2 separate regions of the Arachis hypogaea genome follow, and region 2 is linked to region 1. Evidence: chromatin contacts called from public Hi-C data. All regions are on one chromosome and are shown on one strand. The core of a region is the stretch at or near the end of the contact, and the rest is flanking DNA. Distances in the headings are between cores, read along the strand shown.

What was found. A called contact is a pair of places that touch in the nucleus more often than the background predicts.
Region 2: a Hi-C map of an unstated tissue shows a contact between it and region 1, with 5 times the contacts expected there. The contact joins the promoter of LOC112792522 here to the enhancer-like site in region 1. A contact is called at or near these places in 3 of 8 Hi-C or Micro-C datasets (leaf and an unstated tissue).

The regions. Positions count from the first base shown.
Region 1 is chr13:143,260,772-143,267,359 of arahy.Tifrunner.gnm2.J5K5, forward strand. No RefSeq gene overlaps it. Among protein-coding and RNA genes, the nearest start is that of LOC112792518, 8.3 kb to the left of the region's middle. Within about 2 kb of position 3,045, at least 3 of the 3 cell types and tissues checked have open chromatin away from gene starts, as enhancers often do.
Region 2 is chr13:143,316,793-143,323,380 of arahy.Tifrunner.gnm2.J5K5, forward strand. LOC112792522 reads right to left here and starts at 3,886. Exons shown (of 2, transcript XM_025835790.3): 1 at 2,980-3,886; 2 at 2,066-2,513. The coding sequence starts at 3,214. The coding sequence ends at 2,320.

The DNA of each region.
Region 1 (6,588 bases), core at 1,795-4,294:
GAAATGGATTGCACTCACCTCCTGAAGAACTCAGTAATATATCTTATCACGAACCACATTAATACAATCAGCAAAATATCTAGAAAAGTTTAGGAACATATACAAGCAGTACCACAACAGACAAGATTGCACATGAATTCAAGGCACTCAACTTTGCGCTGTTTGTCGAATAATGTTCTGAAATAACTTTTGGAAAGAAAATTTTTTTTATCTAAATTAAAATGATCCAAAATGGTAAAGTATCTCCAATATGGTTTCATTTATCTTTCCTTGGCATAAAAGACACACACTTCCCGCACATAAATATCTAGAAAAGATTTGAGTTTTAGATCAGTTGAAAAAAGAAGAGGTAAAAGCCATGTAGAAGAGATTGCAATAGAGGATACTGAAAGTACAGCGTTCCCACCAATCCAACATATAAAGCCCAAAAGTAACATTGTAGAGGAAGATCTTGCGCTGAATCCAATTCATTTCTCCCATGGCTGCAAAAAGAATAATAGTAATTTTGTTCAGAATTAGGAACTCAATAGCAATAAAACTTATTTTGAAATACTTTTCAACATATATCATCCTCAACAGAGCAAAGAAGTGTCTCACTGAGTCCAACTTAACATGCCCAACAAGGTACAATATTTTATTATACAAATAAATACATGCGCAAATTAGTGACGATTAACACAATTATACTTGTATTGACGATGGATAATGTCATAATTCACAAATTAGATGAGTTTCGTTGCGTGATTTTAACAAATAGATAGCATGCAATTATCAAACGAGCAAACAAATCAATCCAGATCAACAACAAATGGATATGGATAGCAGTGGACCAGATCGGGAAACGTGAAATTTGCAGGTAAAATATTAAATCTTTCATGAATGAATATGTTAGGACAGCAAAATTAAAATGAAAGAAAAAACAAGAGAGCTTATGAATCAAGACGGAGACAATTGAGAGAGAGGGGAATGGATATTGAAGTGAATACCTTTGGCTTGTGGATCCAGATAAAAATGGAGGGGAAGAGAGAAGAGAGACAAGATAACCTAAAACGACAAACTGTGTATCAAGTAATGAACGCTGAATATAACAAAATTATTATTATCGTTTTCAATATGATGGATCCGACCCTTCAAACCTGGGGGCTGCCAACATCACTTTTCACCAAGGTTCTGAAAACCAGTTATCGAATCGAATTACTGAAAAAACCGGATGCCAAGAAAACCGATGACAAACTTGAAAACCGGTTGAAAATCGGTCGGTTGGACCAGATCGAAAACCGGTCGGTTTTTGGAATACCGCCTAAGCTACGTCGTTTTGGGTATGCGGAGGGGAAAATCAGATCCAAATTCACAATAACTTCGTTATGTTGGTGCTGCAATTTTTCATCAGTATCATCACATCAAAGTGGCAGAAGTGCAGAACTCCAGAGGCCATAAGTAGTTCCACTTCCATCTTCTCTGGTTCTTCCTCGCGCAGTCGCTCCTGGAGGTCGACGTCGTCGTCCTCCGCTCCTTCTGCTCACTTTTTTTCGGTCACTACTAGACTATGAAAGGCTAGCCCAAGAAGCTAAGGGAGAAAGAACTGAAGAACACACTCCAACGAGGCTTGACCAAAATAGAAAAAAGGAAAAAGTGAAGAAGAAACACTCCACTTGGATAGGAACATAGGATCATAGGATGTACTGATTAGTGATTATTTAATTATGAATTATGAAAAGCCACAATACGAAAAAATTTAATTTAAAAAATTAATTTATAATTTGTTTGGTTTGATGAGTTCTTTTATTATTTTTTTAAAATTTTATTTAAAAATAAAAAAATTTATTTTTATTTTTTATTCTGTAAAAATATTTTCAATTTTTGTTGGAAATACTAATCCTTTATCATTATTTTTACGCAAGTTTCATTTATTAAAAATACTGATTTTTTAGTTTTTTACTGTCATTTTTACTCAATGTTATATCTGCTAAAAGTATTGATCTTATACTATTATTTTAAAATAATATTTTATTTGAATCACCTACTTTATTTATTTTTTTTAGTTTTTTCTTATTATTTTATCACTCTATTTTTATTATTAAATTTATGTTTAGTATTATGTGTGATATGAAATTTTAGTTTTAGTTTTATTTTTTTATATGATTTTAGTTTTATATAGTTTGTTATTATTTTAATAGTTAGTTATAACAAGTTATTTAGTTATAAACTGCTATTAATAAAAATCTTTATACATTAACCTTTTTTTCCAAAAAAAAAATATTTAAGTTGTTTACCCAAATTACCAATTTAACATAGTAGGTAATATAATATTATAATATATTAATTTTTTTTTGGTAAAGAGTTTTATAATATATTAACTATTAGGGTTAAAGTGGTTTAGGGCTAGGTCTTTTAGAAGCCCAATAAGCAAAGGTTTTTTTCTTATTGATATTATTAGATTTTTGTTAATTTTTATATAATAAATTAAACTTATCTTAATATATATTAATATAATATAGTTAATCTAAATTAAATAATATATAATACACTTTATTCAAATAAAAAGAATTTAGGAATTAAAATATAATTAGACTAATAATTATTTTTATCATTATTTTTTTATTCTATAATATATAATATATAATATCATAAACTTTATACATACATATACCTTGATATTTGTTTTTTCTAATCCTTATATTTTATTTATATGTAATTATAAAATTTTAATTAGTTTTGTATTTATAATTTATATATTTTTTAAAATTTATATTTTATGTATTTATTTTTAATTTTAGATATTATTTTATTATAATTCAATTATTTTAATTGAATCATAGTTAAACCCAAACTAAAATAGTTCAATAATTAGTTCGGTTCTCTAAACTTTGCTTTTTCACTTGGCTATATCAAAATTACAAAAATAACCATGTCTTTATTCCGTAAATTATGTTCAATTGTTGATCTCTTCTATTCAATTTTTTTTTTTGGTCGATAATTTAATTTAATCAACTCCGAACGCCACGTTTATAAGCTAATCACTATTGAGCTATATAATAAACCTGTTTATTTTTTTCGACGTGAGCTATATAATAAACCTTTAGCTTGGGCTACTCTACAAGCTTAAAATTCATATTCAATTCTTATTATTAAAAACAAAAATTCGTTTTTGGTAGATAAAGGGGCCAATGACCCAACAAATAATTACCACATACAAATAGCATGATTGTCGGGCCAAGTTAATCATAAGAAGATATCTTGGACTTGTCCCTGTTTCTTCCAAAGCCCATACCCATATCACTTTTGTTCCAAAATTGTTGACCAAAAATTAAGAAATCTATTCTTGTAGCTAGATTGAAACATCCAACGCATAACCTAATACTATAACCGTGGATAGAGGTTTGTATTAAACTACTAATGACATATCTGGTGCTTCTAAAATGACTACACCCATGTTTTAGAGTGGTTGAATTCAGCTGTGGATATGAATTTCGTACATAAATGTGTAGTGTCACTGAGTGTTGTAATATAAAAAAGAATTCCAATACTATGACTGATACCTAAAAGAAAAACACAATCAAATGCATATGTGCCAAAAGAAAAAAAAGCTTTTTTACCAAAATAAATAAATAAAAGTATAAAAATAGAATAACAATGATTATATGCATAGATCCAAATTTCATGTTGTATATTCAATGGTGAAAGTATGTCATGTACATCGAAATCTTATTCTTTATTTTAAACAAATATGTGTACTTACAAGCCTATTAAGCATATATATAGTAAGGTGTCACTATAGTAGTAGAGCTTACTAAAAAGAATAATGCATCGATAACTAAAGTTCTTAATCACCAATCCGACACACAAATTGCAATTTTGAAATAAATTCAAACATGTACAATCAAAGTCAGGTACTGTATTATATATACTGTATTATTATTATTTATTAAGCGAACATTTACATAGACATTCAATTAAGCATTCTTCGTTAAAAATAAAATAAAAAAATATATCCAAAAAAACACTACAAGACATTTAGATACATATCTTTTTTATACATTAGTAGACAAAATTCATCCTATTAATTTAACCAAAGTCTTGAGTGAACTCATTTCTTTTCTCTCTTATTGTTTTTAAAATTGAACATGGACGGCTAGTATCAAATTTTAGCTCTCAATCTAAAAATATTTAATTTCTTCAATAAAAACATAAGATTCAAGTCACGTGAGTTAGCTTAAAGGCTCAAAACAGACATCATAACCAAAAAAAAAATGAAAAGTGAAATTTTTACTTTTATTTGCAGAGTAGGAGGGCCATAGTGATTGTAAAAAATCACATGCATATGTGCAGATAAAATTGCTAATGAAGCAAAGCAATGAAAAGTTGAAAACTAAAGAGGCATGCATTCCCCTGAGAAAAGCAAGCTATGTTTATTATGTGCATCCATCAAATCCTACTAAGCTGGGACCCCAGAAATAAACCCTCTAAGGTGCAATTGCATTTTCACTTTCTTGGAGCTGAGATTGCAATTTTGGCGAATGGTGATGACGAGCTATAAGGTGGGGAAACCATGCTAGCTAGATTTCAGATTAATAGCTTCGTGCATGGACCACACTTGCACATGGCAGGGTCTTATTATGCCTCTCACTATCTTCCTTTATGTGGCCCCAAATTCCAATACATATATACATGTCAATAATCTATGCTATTCTCTTCACTTCCCTTTATATTCATGCATCCAAAGAACTTACACCTCCCCAATGGAAAATGAAACGAATCTTTCTAAGGTACAATTATGTGTCTCTCAACATCATGCTCCAATGTGTTACACTCTCTCCATGATTTTTATTTTATTTATTTTCAATTTTAATTTCCTTATATTAGCTTGTGTATATATGTGTTCTAACTTCCAAAAATCAACCGCAAAAATTTATTTCCTTGTGTATATATGCGTGTCACGGAAGTCAATAATTCAGACCACTATACATGTGAACATAATACACTCCTTATTTATATAAATTAACATGTATCCTACGTGACTAATAAATATTATTATTTTAAATTAATATTGACTAATAATAACTTATATTTATAAAAATTTATATATAAAAATTATATAATTTATATAAATTTATTTATTAAAAATAATTTAATATTTATACTGATTAAATATTAATTAAAATTATTAAAAATTATTGATTTCTAAAAGTTTATGATAAATTAATTAATACAAAGTGAACTTTGGTTTATTTTTTAAAAACCATCATCAAGTCATCAATTATAATTAATATGACAAATATCTTTCAGATTGAAAGGTATATGGAGCAGGCCGGCAAGAATGATTGCCCGACTAACAACGACCTTGCATTAAAAGTTAAAATGCTTTTTTGAAAAAGAAAATCGCAATTGGAGTATATATATAGGTGTTAGCTTTTAATTTCGTGGAGGTTTGTCAAAAGGTGAATAATAATGATCCGTAAAATACATGGCACATAAAAGTATGTATAATCTAAGATGTTTCGGGAACACCTCTATATGATAGCTAGCTAAGGCTTATAAATTTATATTTGGAAAGACTTTAGGTGTTGCCCTAAAATGGCTTTTGGATAAAATCCACAAATATAGGGGTGGTTTTCTCGTAGAGGATGAGAAGCTGTTTTTTTATTTTTTTATTTTTTTAAATGTATTTTTTTTAGTAAAATAACAAATAAATTTCTAACAATTTATACCAAAAATAGATTAGTCTCTAAAAAAAAAGTACTAATAACATCTTTTAGAATAGTCAACAAACTAGAATTTAAATGACTTATTAGTCTACAGAATTTTTTTATTAGTATTTTTTGTTTCCTTAAAAATTAATCTGTCCAAAATATGAATTCTCATAAATTTGTCGGTTTACTTTTTTTTTACAGAATGCAAAAAATATTAAAGTGACAATTTAACTTATCGCACAATTTTTATCTTATAACAATATTTTTTTCCATCAGACTAAACCAACTTAAATATAACTCAGAAATCCAATCTCACCAAATAATTAGCAATAGATCAAGTATTTTTTTACTATTACCATTAAAAACAACTACAGTTTGGTTTTTATCCAAAGGAGAAAAAGGTAATTAAATAATGAAGGTTCCATAATAATGTCAAGAAGATAGAGTTATAAGGGTCCGTTTGGGAAACACCAAAAAACTACTTTTTTCAACTTTTGACTTATAGAAAGTTACATTAATGTGTTTGGTACAATTTTTTAGATAAACTTTTAACTTTTTAAAAAGTTATTTAAGAGCTTTTGAAGAAGTTAAAAAATGTGACTTCTCCTATTTTCAAAAGCTATTTTATCACTCCTATTTAATGCACAACTTTAAAATAAGGACTTCTATAATAACTTTCCAAACTCAAAATAACTTATTTAAAAGTTAATATTAATAAAAGTCCTTATATTTTAAGCTCCTTTTTCAAAAGAACTTATTTAAAAAGTTTAGCCAAACTGCGTAAGTGCCTTAACTTTTCAACTTTTTTGCGAAGACTTTAGTTACTTTCATAGGAAAATGATTGGGTTTCAAGTGCCAACTATTGAGATAATAGTATGTTCAAGATTCAATCTATCAT
Region 2 (6,588 bases), core at 2,636-5,135, 57 kb after region 1:
GGATTGTGTGATTTAATTTAGTTCATGTTTTCCTTTTATAAAAATAAAATATAATTTACTTAGATAGACCATCAATCACACTTTTTCGCTAAACAAAAATCTATTCACATGGAAGAATACTTTAATTCTCTACTTGTTATTTTATAATAATAATAATAATACGTTGATCAAAATAGTCAAAAGAGAAAGATGAAAAATAAAAGGAAGTAAAACACGAAAACATAAGGATGACAGCTAAGGCGAGTCTATATTCTTGAGAAGATGTGTAAATAATTAGAAAGCTCTCTAAAATATGTATTAAACAAAATTAATAAAAAAAAGTAAACAAATAACATTTCGTATAGAATTTAAAACTTGCAATATAGTAGCACCAGTTTAAAAGTTATTCTACAATAATAGCTTAACATATTCTTTTGTGAATATTAAATGTATTTTTTGTTGTTAATGAATACGACATGCACCAGCAAATTACGTGGACCCAGAATTAGATATTAATTTTGGTGGACACTGGACAGAGAGATATGAGATATCTGGTGAGAGTGTATTGTCGAAATAACGAAAATGACACCACGATTAGCATAAGAAATAGGGAAAGTACATAGACTAAGACATGGATAAAAAAGGAAGAAAAGAAAAGAAAAGAAAAGAAAAGGCTGATTGCAGGTACAACGGGAGTTGCATACCGTACCCTTCATTTTCTTCCTTTCATTTCTTCTAGCGACAATATCTAATGAGAAATTCAGAATGTTCACTTAGATCAAACGTGTATTGCATGATAATATTTTTTCAGAAAGTTTTGCGAACTAGCAAATTTTAACAGATTTTGATTAGTATTTGGCTAATATAAATATTAAATTATTTTTAACAAATAAATTTTATTCTCATAAATGTGTATGCAAGTTATATAATTTGTGTGTACGAATTGTGATAAATATAAATATAAATTAAATATTTTATGTATACAAATTTTTATAAATATGAATATAAATTATTATTAGTCTAAAATAATAATATTTTTTATGCTTTTTTTTTCCTATCCAGCAAGACGTACTCCTCAATTGAAAGTGAATACACTAATTGAGCGCACACAAATAGCGCTTGATAATTAAATCAAGAAAGTGAACGTGTAACTACTACGAATGTAATTTTCATGCTTACTCATAGTATACTATTGAGTATCTAGAGAGGAAAAGATATAAACATGTGTACATAAAGTTGAGTTTGTTTAATTGAAATTCATTAAGAGAATAGGATTGTGCAGTATGCAAAGAATTGGGCAGAATGAAAGAACGGCCACAAAATGAATTGAAACTTGGAGTGGAATAGTCATAGATTCGCAAATTGTGAAAAAAGGGGTGGTGGAAACAGAGCGGAATCATGTAGGTGCAGATGCACATGTAATTAAATGCCTAATGCCCTAAATTGATTGCAACTCTTAACCAATCACATAGCTATAGGAGGGATGGAGGGGAGAGCTACACTTGGTTATGCTTCATTCTAAAATGGATTACTCTCGTCATCTCTTGTAACGAAATCACAGCTGTCAGAAGCGGAGGAGATGTGTCCAACACCCACATGTTCATGATGCTGCTATTATTAGTATGGTTAGTAACTTGGTACAAGAATAATATTTGGCCTCGCCGCTGGAAATGTCTTTGGGCACATGCTGCTGCTGCTCTTCTCTCAATTTGTCAATATTCTTCAATAAAATTGGCAAATTTGCGGGTACAATTCGTCCAAGTAAAGCAACCGTGTGCACAGAAACAAATATTATTTAGATTTTAGATTTCTAGAAAATGTTATTATTGATTTATTTTATTTATTATAAATACAAATATTTATTTTTCAAACACGATTACAATTTACGAGTTAACCGGTGTCTGAAGATCAGAATCGACCAGAACACACATTACTATATTAGGAAGTTGTGGTGTTCTAGTACGTCCCTCCTAGCCCCAGCTGAGGTGAAGGTGGGTGAAATCACATAAGTTGTCAACAATTTACAGATCCCAACAACAAACACGTGTTCTGACTTAAAGAAAAAACAACACAACTAGCCCAGGCATTTTAACTTTGCGCTAACGGAATATTCCTCAGCATATTACACTTAACGGTTGAATAACATCAATTCTTATCCCAATGAACATCGAAAGCCTAAATATCAAAGCTTATTATTAAAATTCACTAAGGAGAGTGAGTCCCCAGGCTAGTGAGAACAAGAGAAAACCAACCAGTATAATAATAAAAAAACAACAACATGAAAGAAGAACAATGATGTAAGACTTGAACGACAATGAATTCGTTGAAACTCTCAAGCACTCAGTGGGAAGAAATCTTAAGGTTGAGGGACTTGTTGAACCAGGCCTTCCAGCTGCCGCTGCCTCTGCGGGAGAGGGTGGTTGTGGTCTCACTTGCATCAGCATCTGCCACACGCCTCGAAGATGTTTCCGGCTTCCTGCATAGCATGAAGTTCCTTGCTCCGTGTGATCCAATTGTCTCCCAAGGACTCAGGGCTGCACAAACATTAATACCAATTCATAATTCAGAACCATCTCAATTTCAAGCAATTGTTTTGTTAAAACAATTTCATTCTAAGCTTGCCAATGTAGCTTTTTTTTTTTAAAATGAAATTGAGCTTCAATGCTTTCATTGGGTACAAAATTTGAAAATTTCTCTTTTGGCTAACCTTAATACGTGACTCGTTAGCCAAGCCCTTAACCAATTAAGACAAAAACAAAGGGAAGAATCAGGTTTTCAAAAGAAGAATGCTTAAAACATGTTAATGACGACAAACAAAAGATGCCAAAATAGGGTTCCAAAATTTCCATTAAAACAAATGTAAAAAATGTCAACTTGATAAAACTAGAAGCTACAACGTCAACAGAGATTCACAAACTCAACGCAGGAATACAATTACAGCAATGCTGAACAGAACATGAATGCAGGAAACAAAAAAGTTTCAGAATTTGGAGGAAGTACCATCAGATCCAACAAGGGGGCAGTAGAGGGCAAATCCGGCGGTGTCGGTGCCAAGAACAGGGAGCCTCCCCTCGCGGGCGTAGGACTTAAGGGCGGTGTCGATGACCGCCGCAACAAGGTCTCCCTCATTCACGACAAACCGAATCGGACCCGCGCTCCCAAGCACGTTGATGCTTATCAGAAGCCTCCTCACGTTCGCGTTCTGGTTGTTCTTCTTCTGCTTGCTCAGCAACATCTTTTCTTTTCTCTTTCTCTCAAATTCCTCTTCTTTTTTTATTGAAATCAGTCGAAAGAAAAAAACGAAAACAACACACGCAGACAATTAAAAGAATTCACCGATCGGAGACGAATCCCTTAGCCCGGATCTGTAGCGATCACCGATCGGGTGAAGAAAAAGAACCAAAGAATGTGGATTCCCGTCGCAAAAGAAAAGGGGGAAATTAGGGTTTGTTAAATCGGCGTGAGAAGAATTCAGGGGTCGAGGCCGATGCAGCGGTAGTACCAGCCTTCCTTGCAAGAGCCGAATGCGAATGCAGATGCAGACGAAACGGGGAGGATTGCGCTCGCCCTTGAAGGAAGAAGGGGGCGCATGTAATCGCTGTTGCTTAGGGTTTCTACCATTCACAACCGATTTGAGCTTTGGGAGATGAGAAAAGAACGCACAAGAGGTAAAGGACCCAGTGTGTCGGAGAGAAAAAAAGATTGAAACTTTGTTCAACTTTTCAAGGGTGCATTAGAAAACGTGGGTGAGCTTCCTTAAATAAGGGTAGCGTAGGGTTGGTGAAATTCGGAAATTTCGGATCCGGATTCGGGTCCTTAGGGTTCTAGATTTTATTGTTGTTTTCTTAATTTAATTTAGTTCAATCATGATTTTCATCTCAAATTGTGTGTGTGTGATTCTTTTCCCTTGAGATTGTGCGAGCTGAAAGACACGCAATTTTAACAAGGCCAACAAAAATACTTAATTATTTACCCTAATTATTTTGGTTGATAACTTTTGTCTTGATTGGTTTATTTCCTTGGAATTAGGTTAGAGGGAGTTTTAAAGCCACTAAATAAGATATTAAATAAAAGAAATTATTTTCTTTAATATATTGAATTTATAAAAAATTTAAAATATAATATATTAAAATTAGGATAAAATACATATTTAAATCAAATAGAAGCAAAAATTACACCATTCATCCAAAATGAAAAATATTACAGGAATTTTCCATTTGGTTTAAATATGCATTTACCTTTAAAATTACTATTAGAAAAATTTTTAAATTTTTATTTTAATAAATATATAACAAATGTAATAAAAAATTAAATTTTTTATTTCTTATAAAAAAAATAATAAGTGACAATATATATTAACTAAAAAATATCTATAAAAAAATTTCTTTTGCAGTAATATATTTAATTAATGCCATTAGAACATTTGTTTACAAGAGTCTATTTTCTTTTGTGAATTTTTAAAATGTGTGAGCTAAAGATGCGCATTTCTACCTTTACAACGAAGCCAGTTTTTAATTCATGAATTTACCTTGTCAAAATTTATCATTTTTGTTTTGATTTTTAGATCACTCATTTTCCTTTTTGATTTCCTATGTGTTGAGGGTTGTTGAACTTGAACCAGAAACGTGTAGAAGATTACCGATTTGGTCATGTTTAGCATCGGATGCCCATTACAAAACATATTCTTTCTTAGGTTCATCGGTTCATGTGTACAGTACAGATGCTTGTTCAATTTCAAACAAACCAGCTTTCTATTAGACCCTTTTTTTATTTTTATTCAGTTTTAGATAAAAAATTATATAATATGTCATTATAGGGCGAATGTCATTGCTTTGAATTTGAATTTTGTTTGGCACATATTTGAATTTAGATATAGATTTTCATATTAAAGGAATAAAATTGGTCCCATGCCTCCTTGGGCTCTATGCATTTCCATTTGAAGAGAAAAAAATCTGAAAAAAAATTTAACCAGTACAAACAAATAAATAAATAATGTAAAATAAAAATACTATATGTATATAAAAATAATTATTAAATTAATTATCATATATTTATGTATATTCATATTTATATTTTATATTTTATATAAATAAATAATTTAATATCTAATATTTTGTGTTTGTTTGATATGAATTAATATAAAAAAATGTATAAATAATGTAATTCTTATTTTGAGTTTCTGTGCTTTAGTTTATTGGTAATATATTTATACAAAAACAAGTTAATTAAAATTATATTGAATTTAATTTTAATAATCCAGGCATGTCTTTTGTTCCCCAAACGTTTAAAATCCCATTGACAGTGGGCGCGTGTTTCGTTGTGACGCATTTGACCATGATCAGAAGTCCAAAGTAGTATGCTAAGTACGCCAGAAAATTCAAGAGCGGCGTCATTAGTTAGATTCTTAAATATTATTTCACCCCACTTGTATTGTAGTTGTAGAATAAAACTTTGTTTTTAAATGTTAGCCATCAATATCTGAAAATATATATTATTAATTGTGCATAGATTGGAACCCCATTTTTCCAGGCATCAAATTCCACATGGTGATGGCTTCCAAGACAGAGACTCTCAATCAATTAATCATAACTCAGTTGCAAATGGATACTGAATCGGTGAATCCTATTGGGGGGTGCAATTGGATTTCAATTTTTATTTTTGTTCAATCAATCAAACTAAAACGGCGGCCGATTATCCTAAATTAATGTACAAGTAATAATTTTGTTTCGAGTATTTATTTAAAGTTTTGGTAATATAAGTTGCGACTGAAAGTCTTCGACTAATTTCACGTGTTTTCTACTACCAATTAACGCAGAGCATAGTGCACCATGAATTAAATGACAAACTATCAGCTAGTGCATGTAATTTGGTACTTATTTTCTAAGTGATGTTTAACATAACATATAGCTATTAAGAAAGTGATTCAAAACTTTATTTCTACAGTGAATTGAACTAATTAATCAAAATGTTTTTTTAATATATATTATTTATCATTTCTGTTAACGAGATTTGAACCTAGGATCAAGAAGCTTTCTTCCTTTAAAATGCTCCTGATATATTTGATTTAGTTAAATGTGATTCAAATTTCTACAGATTTTGTTTCCTAATTTCCTCCCTACTTTTTTTTTAAAATGTTTTGGTAAACTGTTACTTTTTATTTTTATGGTGGGTCCAGGTTCCAGAATTCAATCTACTTGTGGGCCGTACTCTCAAGCTGATCTGCATCTATTGGGCCTACTAAAAGGCCTCACAGCTACTCTGTGGTGAAGGATAAAGTAGGTACAGGTCCAGTAAAATTATTTTTTTAAAGGATGTGACCCTTAAAAAATATCTCGTGTAAAATTGTATAGCCCTATAATTTCTAAAATTCTTTTAACGGTGTAATTTTTATTGGTTAAAATCGAGAATCTAACTTGTGAAGTTATGATACTTATCATTCATATATGTATCTAGTACTTTGAACCTGCGATTCTTATTAATGAAATGTGCTTTTAAAAAAAGTGGCACTTTGCTCCTGTTTTAATGTCTTGTTAAGACAAACTAGCTACTAAAATACATAGATCTATGTACATATATATCAACTGATGTTATATCTGAGTCCGCGATTAT